3 separate regions of the Sus scrofa genome follow, and all the other regions are linked to region 2. A link is a contact called in public Hi-C data. All regions are on one chromosome and are shown on one strand. The core of a region is the stretch at or near the end of the contact, and the rest is flanking DNA. Distances in the headings are between cores, read along the strand shown. Region 1 overlaps ATP9A (ATPase phospholipid transporting 9A (putative)). Region 2 has its middle 90 kb from the start of ZFP64. Region 3 overlaps ATP9A (ATPase phospholipid transporting 9A (putative)).

The links. Hi-C and Micro-C count contacts between places; a contact is called where the count stands out from the background.
Region 1: a Hi-C map of fetal liver shows a contact between it and region 2, with 2.9 times the contacts expected there. The contact joins two enhancer-like sites. A contact is called at or near these places in 1 of 5 promoter capture datasets (liver) and 19 of 47 Hi-C or Micro-C datasets (alveolar macrophages, brain, embryonic fibroblasts and 11 more).
Region 3: a contact with region 2 is called in a Hi-C map of fetal liver, with 3 times the contacts expected there. The contact joins two enhancer-like sites. A contact is called at or near these places in 1 of 5 promoter capture datasets (liver), 19 of 47 Hi-C or Micro-C datasets (brain, embryonic fibroblasts, epiblast stem cells and 12 more) and 2 of 2 datasets of contacts at active chromatin or transcription factors (alveolar macrophages and skeletal muscle).

What each region holds. Positions count from the first base shown.
Region 1 is chr17:53,022,399-53,026,375 of Sscrofa11.1, reverse strand. The region is part of intron 4 of ATP9A (ATPase phospholipid transporting 9A (putative)); the gene reads left to right. Among named protein-coding and RNA genes, the nearest start is that of ATP9A, 48 kb to the left of the region's middle. Within about 2 kb of position 1,650, at least 7 of the 83 cell types and tissues checked have an H3K27ac peak or open chromatin away from gene starts, as enhancers often do. A contact at or near this core is called in fetal liver, where this site is marked.
Region 2 is chr17:53,367,251-53,371,770 of Sscrofa11.1, reverse strand. It overlaps a transcript of ZFP64 not described here. Among named protein-coding and RNA genes, the nearest start is that of ZFP64, 90 kb to the left of the region's middle. Within about 2 kb of position 2,235, at least 3 of the 83 cell types and tissues checked have an H3K27ac peak or open chromatin away from gene starts, as enhancers often do. A contact at or near this core is called in fetal liver, where this site is marked.
Region 3 is chr17:52,971,229-52,975,734 of Sscrofa11.1, reverse strand. ATP9A (ATPase phospholipid transporting 9A (putative)) reads left to right here. Exons shown (of 28, transcript NM_001114672.1): 15 at 1,374-1,535. Among named protein-coding and RNA genes, the nearest start is that of NFATC2, 83 kb to the right of the region's middle. Within about 2 kb of position 1,379, at least 6 of the 83 cell types and tissues checked have an H3K27ac peak or open chromatin away from gene starts, as enhancers often do. A contact at or near this core is called in fetal liver, where this site is marked.

The sequences.
Region 1 (3,977 bases), core at 401-2,900, 340 kb after region 2:
TTTGCCGTTTCTTGAGCTGCTCCCGCGGCATATGGAGGTTCCCAGGCTAGGGGTCAAATCGGAGCTGTAGCCACCGACCTACACCACAGCCACAGCAACACCAGATCCTTAACCCACTGAGCGAGGCCAGGGATTGAACCTGCAACCTCATGGTTTCTATTCAGATTCACTAACCACTGAGCCACGACGGGAAAAGCTCTTTTTCATTTCTCGTATTCCTTTACTGGGACGCTGGGAAGCTCTGCCAGAGTGCGAGAGTTTCTTGTTCTTCCTTTTTGTGCAAGGACGTCGGTAGAAGACTCAGAACGGTGGTTCGCATGAGACTAGAAATCGTGGGGGGGGGCCTCCTCCACAGTCTCAAGAGTTGTCTTGTTCCAGGAGTTCATCCCAGCGGCTGCCGGTCGGGCCCTTCAGTGCCCACTGCAGTCCGCTTTCTCTGCCTCCTCTTCCTCCTGCCCCGGCTGTGCCTTCCCACCAACCTGCCGCTTCCTCGGAGACGGGCGTTTTGTCAGATGAACGCTAGACGCCGGTAGCGGTGTCTGCATCCCTTGTCTTTCCTTCCTGCCGCTCTGCCTCCTTTCATGCTTCTGGGCTTTTCTGTCTTTTCTCAGAAAGGACACACAGGCACACCGATACCCACTAAACGCGTGTCCTACATACAGGCCCAAACGTCACATTTTTGATCACCCAGAAATGTCACCGTGGTCCTGGAAGTCCAAATTTACGAAGGTCGGGACCCACTCGTGTGTTTGCTCAGTAGTCTGAGGGTCTCCCGTTGTGGTTGTGGAGGCTGCGGAGCTGAGGCTTATGCCCGCCGAGCACCAAGCTGCTAAAGAGGGAGCCGTGGCTGAGAAACGCCCGTGACCTTGTGGCGGCGTGGCTCCTGAGATGGAGCCGGCATCCGGGTGCCCGACGGCCCGTTACAGTAGGAGCGTTTGTGGGAGGGATCGGCCTGCTGGGGTGAGTCAGACACTGCTCTGCAAATACGGCAGATGAAAGGTTTTTTTGGTTGAGGTAGAGCAGATGGACAGAGAGGCAGAGTTCAGATGAACCGAGATCATAAATCAGGACTCCGTCGTAGAAGGGAAAATCTGGGCCCAGCCACTTAAAAGTTAGAGCAACGTTAATTTATTGTATAGGTTTTTCTTATTGGAAGAGCAGCTCATGCTTATTTTAGAAAAATCCTTGAAGAATTCAGAAAGGAGGTATGCCAAAGAAAAGGATTGATCTCCTTTCTTCTCAGAAACAATCCCCATTAACCCTTTCAGTCTAAGCCCCCTGGTTTTGGCCTCTGTCTCCCTAACACACACGTATCCATAGCGGTTATTATTTCATAAGCAGTATAACAGTGTCCTTCTTAGGGCTCAATATTAAGAGAAATCCCGTAAGTAGCTCTGAAAGATCAGAACACAGGCTCACTGATGATTTGGGTCAGGCCACCAGCATAAATTTCGGTCATAAACCCCAAGACAACGTGTAAATTTATGTTTGGGAAAGTTGAGGGGAGCCCAGGGGAAGGGAAAGTTCGCCGGCGCAGGGGGCCACGCTGAATTTACGAGCTTCCTTCGAGGAAGGCCCTGATGGCTCCCCCGAAAGCACCGTGTGTCTGTGTGTGTTTGTCCTGCTGCCCCCTAGTGGGACAAGAGGAATTGTTCTGGCAGGAACATAGTTCTGTGCATCTGGCTCACTGTTCCTTTCGCCATTTCTGAGGAGCCGCCTCCTAGGGTTGGCGTTTGTTCTGCATTCCTTCTGTAAAGGCTTTGACGTTGTGGACGGTTGAGGCTGATGGGTCTCTCGTGAGGGTGCCCAGGCTCAGGCCATTGGGTCTGAGTTGTGCTTTAGGAAGGCGAGACTCTATCACAAGCTGACCTCGTACTGGGAGCTGCTCTAACGGGGAGGATTTAAACATCTTGCGAGCAGTGGAGGGTCATCCAGCTCATGCCATCGGCCGTGGGCTTTCTGGAAGTCAGTGGAATGCTTTGCCACAGCCCAACAGTGGGGAATTGCTAAAATGACCCACGGCATTAAATTAGGTGAAAAGTGTCCAATAGTGTGGAAAATCCTAAAAATCCAGAGTTGCACACTGCGATTATTTCATTAGCGTCTTTAAGTTCCATTTAACCCTAAAGAAACTCCCGCCAGTTCCCAGGTGGTGGATGCTGGGTATGGGTTGAATGAAGGAGTCCACGGTGAGGGACAGGAGATTCCTGACTCCCGGTCACCCTTGCTCTGGGACATCTGTTTTATCGAGGAGGACTGAGGGTCGTTACTGTGTTTCCTCTCTCTGCTGAATGTTTATAAGTTAAATGGGCTTATTATGAGACGCCCATAACATGAAGAGTTTTAATGCTGTTGCTCCCTTGTATGGGAATTTGACTCATCGACAGGATCAAGACGCACCTCCTTGATAGGCTTGTTCCCCGGATGCGGGACCACCTGGCCCCACCAGCCCCTCATCTCTTCCTCTTCCACGCGGTGCTTCCGGTCTGCAGGTGCACACACGTGTACTCATCCGTTTCTCCCATCTTGTGCCTTCCTTTTACCTGATGCTGGTAACCAGTATCCGCCATCTGGTTAAAGCTGACCCGGACTCTCCTGTAAAGCACTTGCTGACACCCCCCCACCCCTGGCCTGTTCATTCGTTATTGTCTATTGCTGCCTTCCCTCCGCTCCAGCTGCGTCCCACGTGTCCCCACCCTTAGAAGGCCTGGCCTCCAGCAGGTGTGCCAGTTAACGGTGCTTGAGTGGTGAGTGCAGAGCCTTCTCTGTGCCGGGCCCTGCTCCCTGTCCGCCTTCAGAGGGCGAGGTCTCCTTCCTCTGCTCCCTTCATGCACTGGACTCACTCCATCGCTTCATATGCTATTTTGCACTAACAGCATCTGTCTGGCTGTCTTTTTTACCAGCTCTTGGGTTTGGAGACTGTAGCCAGTGGGCCAAGTCAGTTCACCACCTTTCTTTTTGTTTGATACAGTCCAGGAACCAAGAACAGCTCTTACGTTTTAACATATAAATGTACAGGAGTTCTCATTGTGGCTCAGTGGAAACAAATCTGACTAGCATCCATGGGGCTACAGGTTCGATCCCTGGCCTCACTCAGTGGATTAAGGATCGGGCGTTGCCGTGAGCTGTGGTGTAGGTCACAGATGTGGCTCGGATACCGCGTTGCTGTGGTTGTGGTGTAGGCTGGCAGCTGTAGCTCCGATTCGACCCCTAGCCTGGGAACTTCCATGCTGCAGGTGCGGCCCTAAAAAAGACAAAAGACAGGAAAATAAAAAATAAGACAAAAGTAAGATACACACACACACACACGAAGACTGTTGGCTTTGGGGAGGAAGTTGCTGGGAATGCCGAGGCCGCCTGTTGGCCTGCAGAGCCACACCGCCTCCTGTCCTGCTCTTCCCCGGACAGGCCTGCCGATTCCTCTCCGAGACCGTGAGCTTTTTCACGGGGGGGAGGACTGTCTTTGATCTTTGAATTCCTAGGACCTGACGCTCAGTAAATGTTTTTCGAGTCGATCGGATCTCCTTGTTCTTTCTTCCATCTTCTGGAGTCGCTGGGCGTGGACTCTTGGGGCTGGCCTCTTCTAACTGTGGGCTCCCGGAAGGTGGGGCGTCTCTGAGCCCCCTGTCCTTGTCAGAAAACTAGAGATGGGATCTTCTGGGGCCGTAGAGGGGCGCGAGTGAAGCCACCAGCGTGTCCGTATCTATACAGCACTTAGCACAGAATTAGTGTTTAATGTCAGCTCCTATTATCCAGATAAACAGCCGGCAAGAGTCGTGTGGTCTGATCATAGTCATATAGAGCAGGCTCCCTAGCAGCTGCAAATTTAACAAAAATCCGTCATTTGGGGGTAGCCTCTTTCTTGGTGGAGGTATCGAGAGTTCAGTGTTGACCGTATTCCCTCTTCTCTCGTGTGTGTGTGTGTGTGTGTGTGTGTGTGTGTGTGTGTGTGTGTGTGTGTAGCCGGGGTGGGCGTG
Region 2 (4,520 bases), core at 986-3,485:
ACCCAGCCAGTGCCTCTAGTTCCACCAAAGAGGGTGGTCAGCTGTCCAGATGTCCAGACACATGCCCCAGCCGGGCCCTCTGCCGTCAGGCCATCGAGCCAGGCTTGAGTCACCAAGCCTGGGGACCCCTCCAAGTTCATAGGCCTGCAGAGGTAATGGCTGCAGTCACTGACGCCCCACGATGGAGAACCCACTCTATGCCACTCTCTTCTTCCGAACTGTCCAAGCAAGTTGCCTTGGTTCCAAGGTGGGGGGTCCATCAAGCACTGCTCTATCCAGTAGGGATAGTTTCTTCTTGGTGGATGCCAGGTCTAAATCTGATCCGTCTTCCATGAAATTATGAAACTAGATGACATGGAAAAAACTAACACTACTCTGATGTGTAGAGCCAGAAAGGTCTGGGTGATGGTGGGGTCTGGGGTGGCCAGAAAAGTTCGGTTTCCTGACCTACGTGGTGGTTTATGCCTTACGCATTTTTGTGTGGTTCCTTTTATCTGTTGTCTTAAAATAAAAAGGCAGACTCGTTTGTAGAAGGATGAAAGAGGGACAGCCCACTTTTATGTTCTCCCATAGACAGGTTATGGTGGCAGTGGGGGTCGCCAGTGCCGCCCCGCCCCTTAGTAATTTCCTTAGAAATGCACGGAAGATTTCTTCATGTCTTGGTGCCCCAGAGAAGCGAAATGCCGTTTGATCTGTAGGTGGCGCCAAAGATCAAGCTAACACTAGTGCAGCCTGTAATTGTGTGTTGTGAAAATTCCACATTTGTGTACTTGTGTTCGTAAAGAAGAGACCAAGGGCCCAGTGGGTCCTGGGCTTGGTTCTGGGACATGTGATGTGTAGGAAAGCCCGGAACTGGTGTCTTTGGTCACAGTAAGCATTCGGTGTTTGCTGAACCAACAAACAAATGAAACCCCAGACCTCTTGTAAAATGGACACTTTACTTGATGAGAACTTAGAGGTGGCTGTGGAATGCCAGCCAGTGGGTATATAATTTATCCAAAGTTGCTTTGTTCTTTTCTTCAAATACAGTCTTTGTTTAATACAAGTTCTTATGTGCCCTCAGCAAGCTAAATGTCTGTGCTTTTAAAACACTGAATAGATCCCGTTGTTTTTGATACATGAGGAAAAGATGTAAAAACAAAATTTTTTTTATAAATTGTATACGGGGGACTATTTTACTTAGGGAATAGTAAGAGGTCCAGAGCTTATTTTAGAAACTGTTTGAACAAATCTGATTCCATTTATGTTTGACCTTGGCCGCGTGATAACACACTGTTGAATCTTCATGTAAGAAGAAAAGGCAGAGATGACGGCAGAGACCCTCGGTCGAAGTTACCGCTTCTTGGTTTTGGAACTATTTTCGGTTGTTCGCAAGTGTCTGGTTATTGAATTCTGGTGCATCGTACGCATTCTGTTGTCCCCTTTCTGCCGTTTGTCATGAGTCTTATCTGTGTTTCTGTTCTAGTAACAGAGGGCTGTTGACCTTTCAAGTGGGAACCCATAGATCGAAATCATAAAAACGTTCCTTGTACTTCGGGTGTTATGGCTCTTCAGATAAACAGGAACAATAGCAGCCCTTTTAGAAGGCACTTTTTTCACCGCTGTATAGACTTCAAGGGTCTTGGGTCCACACTGGTGTCACCTAGAGGTTTGACCTAGCAGACGTGAACGCCCAGAGAGGTCTGCACAATGTTTAGGACCAATTGCTAAATACGTGGGGCATTATGGAGCCCTAAGTTCTCTTTTCTGACGAAACTCTGTGCGCCAAGGCAAGCAGACAGAAAAAGAATGTGCTCCAACACAGCAAAAAAATCATTCAGGAAATGGGAGCGTGAACGGGCTAACAGTGCTCGGAGGAGACTGAAAAGACACAGCTAGGAGTTCCCATTGTGGCGCAGTGGAAAGGAATCCGAATGGTATCCAGGAGGTTTCGGGTTCGATCCCTGGCCTTGCTCCGTGGGTTCCGGCGTTGCCGTGCGCTGTGGTGGAGGTCGCAGACGCGGCTCGGATCCCGCGTCGCTGTGGCGTAGACCGGCAGCTGTAGTTCCCCTCACCTGGGAACTTCCGTATGCCGTGAGTGTGGCCCTAAAGAGCAAAAATAAATAAAAATAAGTAAATAAATACACAGCTAATCACCAAATAAAACTGGGAAAAAGCCGTAATAGCTAAGAGGCCGCTGACATGGCACAGGACCAGAAAGGCAGCGTTTCTCTGCCCTCTTCCGTTCTGCCAAGGTCGCTGTGGATCTGAAAGGGGAAATTGATGAATGAGTATGTTTGCAGTTTGACGTCACCTGGACTAGAGGCCAGGGAACTTTTTTTTAGTTAAGTGCCAGATAGTAAATATTTGGGGCTTTGCTGGGCTCGGTCTCAGTCGAAACTCTTCCACTCTGTTGGCCTCTGTAGCACCATCCCTCAGCTCTGCCACTGTCACTGAAGCGGCCGCAGAGAGTAGGTAAGTGAGTGGGTGTGGCCGTGTGCCAGTAAAACTGTATTTACAAAAAAACAGGCTGTGAGTTGGAAGACCATCTTTTGCTGACCCCCTGAGCTGGGCTATTGAAGGCAAGCAACAAGGTAGGATGGGAGAAATACTGAGAATTCCAGGTTTCCTGGGGTCCCTTCTAGGAAGGGGCAGCCTCGTGCAAGAGGCAGATGGGTTCCAGGCGAGGCATTGAGAAACGCTGTCTCCTTTCCATTCTTTTTCGGTGCAGCTGTAGAATCTCCAGCAGAGAGTCCAGAAATCAAGTGACACTCTCTTGCTGTCCTCTACTGAAGGTTCTGAGCTGCCTTCTAAACGCTGTAGAACGTGCCTACCTTTGTCCCTGAATTTAATTTCCAAAAGAAAAAGATGCGCCTCCAATCCCGTTGCTCTGTTGATGTGGGTCCTGACTCTGAGCCGGGCCCTGGGCCAAGAACTTGACCTGCGTTAACTCCTCACTCCTCCTGGTGCCGTCCACGACTGGAACCTGAGTGAGACAAGGGCACTGAAAACTCAGTCATCGACTATTTTAAAGCAGTGCTTTTTCACTCAGCAAACTGTGGCCTGCAGGTCAGTTACTTTGTTTTTGTAAACAAAGTTTTATTAGAAGTTGGCCTGGGCAGGAGTTCCCGTCGTGGCACAGTGGTTAGCGAATCCGACTAGGAACATGAGGTTGCAGGTGTGATCCCTGCCCTTGCTCAGTGGGCTAAGGATCCAGCGTTGCCATGAGCTGTGGTATAGATCACAGACGAGGCTTGGATCCCGAGTTGCTGTGGCTCTGGCGTAGGCCAGCAGCTGTAGCTCCAATTGGACCCCTAGCCTGAGAGCCTCCATATGCCACGGGAAGTGGCCCTAGAAAAGGGGAAAAAAAAAAGTTGGCCTGGGCAGCCTTGGTCCAATCTGTCAGATTCTGATTGTGTTCATTGTGGATTTTTCTGCATTATGTTTGATTTTTAGAAAAATCGTGTTAAAATACTTAGGGACATCTGTGATTTAGGCACCACTTTGTATGGGCAGCAGAGAGGATTGCTTCAACCTCCTTACCCTCGTCTCTGGCTCTTGTTCAAATACAGAAACTGAAGCAGGAAGGTGAAGAAACTTCTAGCCCAGAGTTAAGTTTCAGGCCAGAAGTGTAGCTCCAGAGTCCACATTTTTAACCAAAGTACTAGGCTGGGTCTCCAGTCAAGAGAAACAAAACAAAACAAAAACAACCCACTTTGTTAGAGTTGATCTGAGTAGGGTGAAGACAGAACAATCCCAAAAGAGCCTTGTTTTGTTAAAAAGTAACAGGGTTGAGGAGGAAGCGGGTAAGAATAGCCCTGCCTCTGGCACTACTATCTGATTGACATCCTGCTAGAGATCGTACCTCAGATTCTATTTGCTCATCTGTAAAATGGGCCATTTTAGGCATTGGGCTGAATGATAAAATCAACTGGTTTAAGATGACAAAAATTGACTCGCTTATGTGTCCTTTCCTCATTTTGCTGGGCTGCAGGTGGCAGTGGGGAAGAACCAAGAACTACGACTGTGATTTTTATGACATGGGGCATTTTGGTTTCGCTCTTCTCACCCCCACCCCCACATTTCAACACGCAGTCCAAGGTGCTAGCAGTTTAAACTCCAGCCAGGGTAGGAGGAGGCCACCCTCTGTCCCTTCACCATGGCTGGAAATTTGCACATAAAACTTCTGTTCAGCTCCCTCAAGCTACCTGGCTGATCATCCACCACTGCTGTTGCAAAGGGTGCCAGGAAATCATGGCTCCAGAGTAGCTTGTGCTGAGTTAACACCTGGAAGGAGATGCTGGGTTGTGAGTGTTTTTTGCCCATAAGCAGTAACATAGGCTCTCGAAGGCTGGAGATGACTTGACTGTGAAACACTGGCACGGGTCCTGAACACCCAGCACACTATACACGAGCATTTCTATTGTATCAGGGCTTTGTTTGAGGCTCCCTCTGCTCTGTCTGGATATTGGTCCATGGCATTCTTCCAGGGTTTTCTGTCGCTCTGGTCCAGTGGGTCTCAGCTGTGGCTGTCTGCTGTA
Region 3 (4,506 bases), core at 130-2,629, 400 kb after region 2:
CTGAGTGTTTCTTCATCCCTCAGGTAGAGCCGGCTGCTCACTCCTGCCTCCGTGCGCTGTTCTGACCAGTAAGCAGATGACCTTGTCCTGCAGCTGGTCCCCACACCGGAGGATCTTCATACTTAGCCCCGCCTCCCCCAGGCCCAGCCCGGAGGGCCCCCCTCCAGGTGGCAGTGCGGGTGAGGGCTTGGTGGGCTCCCCTCCCCAGCTCCCCATTCTGCCCCCACCTTTCCCACTGCTGTTTGCTTCTTTGTCTGAAGACCCAGACCAGATGCCTCTGTGGACAGCGATTTATTTTCTTTCTTCATAGGTGTTTAAGGCATGCAGCTTCATTGCTCACATTTAGAAGTTCGAGATCTCAGGCACAAGGTCACATTTCTGGCTTTTCCTGAGAAACTGGAAGCTCTGGCCAGCCTGGAGCCGCATTCTCGCAGCCTCCGTCCGATGGGGCTCTTGTCTACCCCCCTGCCGCCCCCGTGCAGTCCCCACCTGGCCCTCTCCACCTCTGGCCTGACCAGCTTGGCCCCTGTCGTGCAATTTGCTTCCTCCATGCCTTTGACCTGAAGTGAAGCGAGCCTTGCTCAGGCTGTGAGAAAGTCCCTCCCAGCCGGCAAGGAAACCGCGCGTCCAGAAGTGCGGAGGGTTCTGGGGGGCGGGACTGTGCCGGGTAGACCCGGGGTCTCACCCGGCCTGGCTGTTTCCTCGGCCCATCACCCCAGGCCCCGGTAATAAGCTTCTCCGAGCCTCAGTGTCCCCCTCCCTGCAGATTGGCGTCCTTGTCCTCAGCAGTGCTGCCATTTGCGATGTGGTGGCTCTCGGTGGTGGTGGCTGTCCTGCGTGTTGAGGATGTTTTGCAGAATCCCTGGCTCCACCCACGAGATGCCAGTAGCAGATACCCCCTCCCCAGTTGGGACAACTAAAAATGACCCAGACGTTGCCACGTGGCCCTTGGGGGGCCGGATTGCCCAGTGGAGGACTGCTGTGGACTCCCTCCCGGCGGAGTGTGCCCGAAGTGCTACGGAGAGCCTGACGCGGGCGGCACCGGTCCCAGCCGGCTGCACCTCCGCCCTTCCCGATAGTTGCCGTCCGCCTGGTGCAGATTCTTCCAGTCCTGCTCCGTGCTTGCACGGATCAGCTTGAACCCGTGCGTCTCTCTCTGCAGCGGCTCTGGCATGTGGCCCGCTACTGGGCCTGGAGAAGGCAGCTGTAAGCGCGGAGCTCCGGCGGGACCAGAGGAGCCTTTGCTGGGCTGTCACTGGGCACTGCTCACGCCACCCGTCTCTGCTCCTCTGTCCACCGTTGCGTTCATTTGCTTGACCTGTGAACAGGGACCCACGGCTGTATGTCTGACCTTCGACCCTTCTCCCTTTTAGGTGGCCCTGGTGCAGTGGACCGAGAGTGTGGGCTTAACGCTTGTGGGCCGCGACCAGTCGTCCATGCAGCTGAGGACCCCTGGCGACCAGATCCTGAACTTCACCATCTTGCAGATCTTCCCTTTCACCTACGAGAGCAAACGCATGGGCATCATCGTGAGGGTGAGTGAGCTTTGCTTTATGACTTAAATTGGTTTAAAAAATGCCCCAAATCGGCTGTGTGTGTCCCTGTGGCACCACACGCTTTTTCATCCCTTTCTGATTCTATCGTGATGTCTGTGGTCCAGGCTTCCCTCAGCAGAGAGAGGTAGTTCCTCCACTGGACAGATCTCGGATTGCTGATCAGCTTTTGGTTAACCCAGGTCCAGAGGGGAAGGTCTAATGGGTGTGGGTTGGGCATTTCTCTTGTACACGCTCTTCTTTAATTAAATGTTTTCTACGGCGGTGGAATCCACATTATTTAAACGTGTCATCCGTTGGCATTGAGTATCTTCAGGATCTCTCCTGCAGCCAGGGCTGCTGTCAGGTTTTGAAACATTTGCATCACCTCAAAAGGAAACCTTGTACCCATAAAGCAGTCCCTCCCATATCACCACCTTCCTCCTCATCCCTGCAAATCTCCAATCTCCTTTCTGTCTCTAGGATTTCCCTCTTCTGGGTATTTCATATAAATGGCATCACACAGTATGTGACCTTGTGTATCTGTAAGATACACATCCGTCTTGCAGCATTTATCTGTACGTCCTTCTTTTTAATGGCCAGTAATATTTCACGCTGATTATCCATTCATCCATCGACAGACATTTGGGTTGTTTCCACCTTTTGGCTATTGTGAATAGTGTGACTGTGAACATTTGTATATGAGGATTTGAATACATGTTTTCACTTCTTTCAAGTGGATACCTAGGAGTGGAATAGCTGAGTCCTTTTCCAAATTGCTAGATAATTCTATCTTTTAACTTTATGAGGACCCTACAAAGTTTTCTGCAAAATGCTGCACCTTTTTACATTCCACCAGCAATGTATGAAGGCTCTAGTTTCTCCACATCCTCATCAACACCTGTTATTTTCCTATTTTTTTTTTTAATTGTAGCCCTCCTAGTTGTTAGGAAATGGTATTTCATTGTTTTGATTTGTGTTTCCCTAATGGCTAGGGATACTGAGCGTCTTTTCTTATATTTATTGGCCACCTGTATTTCTTCCTTGGAGAAATGTCTGTTCAAGCCCTTTGCCCACTTTTTAATTGGGCTGTCTTTCTTGTTGGGTTAAGAGGTCTTTATATGGTCTGGATACTAGACGCTTATCAGAGTGATGATATACAAATATTTGCTTTTATTCTGTAGCTTGTCTTGTCACTTTCTTGATAAAATTCCTTTGATGCACAGAAGTTACTGATTTTGATGAAGTCCAGTTTATTTTTTCCTTTGTTGTTCTTGACTTTGGTGTCATATCTGATTGTCCATCGCTAAATCTGAGGTCATGAAAATTTACCCTTATATTTTCTTTTAGAAGTTTTTGGTAGTTTTATCTTTTGAGGTCATTGATCCATTTTGAGTTTTTTTTTTTTTTTTCTTTCCTTTTCTTTTTATGGCCACACCTGCACTATAGGGGAATCCCAGTCTAGGGGTCGAATTGGAGCTGCAACTGTGGCCACAGCGATGGCAACAGTGGATCCAAGCCACATCCGTGATGTATGCCACAGTTTGCTGCAGCACTGGGTCCTTAACCCACTGAGCCAAGCCAGGGATAGGACCCACATCCTCATAGAGACAGTATTGGGTCCTTAACCCACTAAGCCACAACAGGAACTCTCATTTTGAGTTATTTTTGTATATGGCGTGAGGTAGGGGTTTAACTTCATTCTTTTGTGGGTGGGTATATGGACTTGTTCCAGCCCTGTTTTCTGCAAAGACTTTTGTTTCCCTGTTGAACAGTCTTGACATCCTTGTCATTAAATATTTTTGATGATTGTTCATTCACACGATCGCAAAAGGTATGGGAAAAAAATACAGCAGTCCCTTAGCATTCATGGTACTTTGGATATTCTTTTTATATTTTTTGGAACTTTACTGAGGTACAGCATACACAGAGAAAAGTGCAAACTTCAGAGGTGTACAGCTCAAGTGAACACACCCATGCAGCTGGCATCCGGTGCAAGGAGCAGAGGCCCTCCCACCATCAGGCCAGCAGCTCCCTCCTGCCCCATTCTCATGACTGCATCCTTCCTCCCCCCATGGATACCACCACTGTCCCCACTTCTACCACCGGCTCGTCTCCTTTTGAACCTTATGTAAAGGAAGTGGTACAGTAGATACCCTCGGAGTTTGAGTTCACTTGCTCAAACTTGTATTTGTGTACTCATCCATGTTTTGGTTTGTATTGTCGTTTGAAAATTTTTATGAACAAAATGTTGTGCACGCCATGGAAGTCCCATCTGCCCTTTCTAGATGTGTGTCTTCTCCATTCTTACCCTAAGTTCTTCATCATTCCTGTGAATTTCAAAATACTATTATCAGGCATATTTGGGTATAAATACTATGTATCATGGATTTTCATGTTTTTATTCTATGAATGCCATCATAGTATAGGTATCATTATTCCACTTCCTGTTTTTCATTTAACATTTAAAAGAAATTGTATTCATACACATAATTCCACTTTATTTATTCTTAGGTGACTTAAGGTATTACATCTTGCAAATAGACCTCATTTCCTCTGTCTCTTGCCATTCCCTGTTGATGGACATTTAGGTTGTTGCCACATTTTTTAACCAGGAGAAAGAGCACTGCCATGCATAGCCTTGTCTGCTCAATTCTCCACTGTACATATGTCTGTGTTTTTCAGGTAGACTCTCTGGGGTGTAGAATGTATACATCTTTAACTCTGTCAGATGTTGTCAACATTTTCTCCAAAGAGCTCGTCTCATCTTAGTCCCATTGTATTTCACGATCCTCAGCAGCACTTGATAGTGTCAGACTTTTAAAATTTTGCCAATCGGAAGCATCTGAATTAATATCTTGTTGTCTTTTTTGTGGTTTTACTTACACTTTCCTTTCTAGGAAGTCTGGAAGCCTTGTGTTCATAAGCCACTCAGCTCAGTGGTTCTTAAACCTGGCTGTTCATCAGAATTACC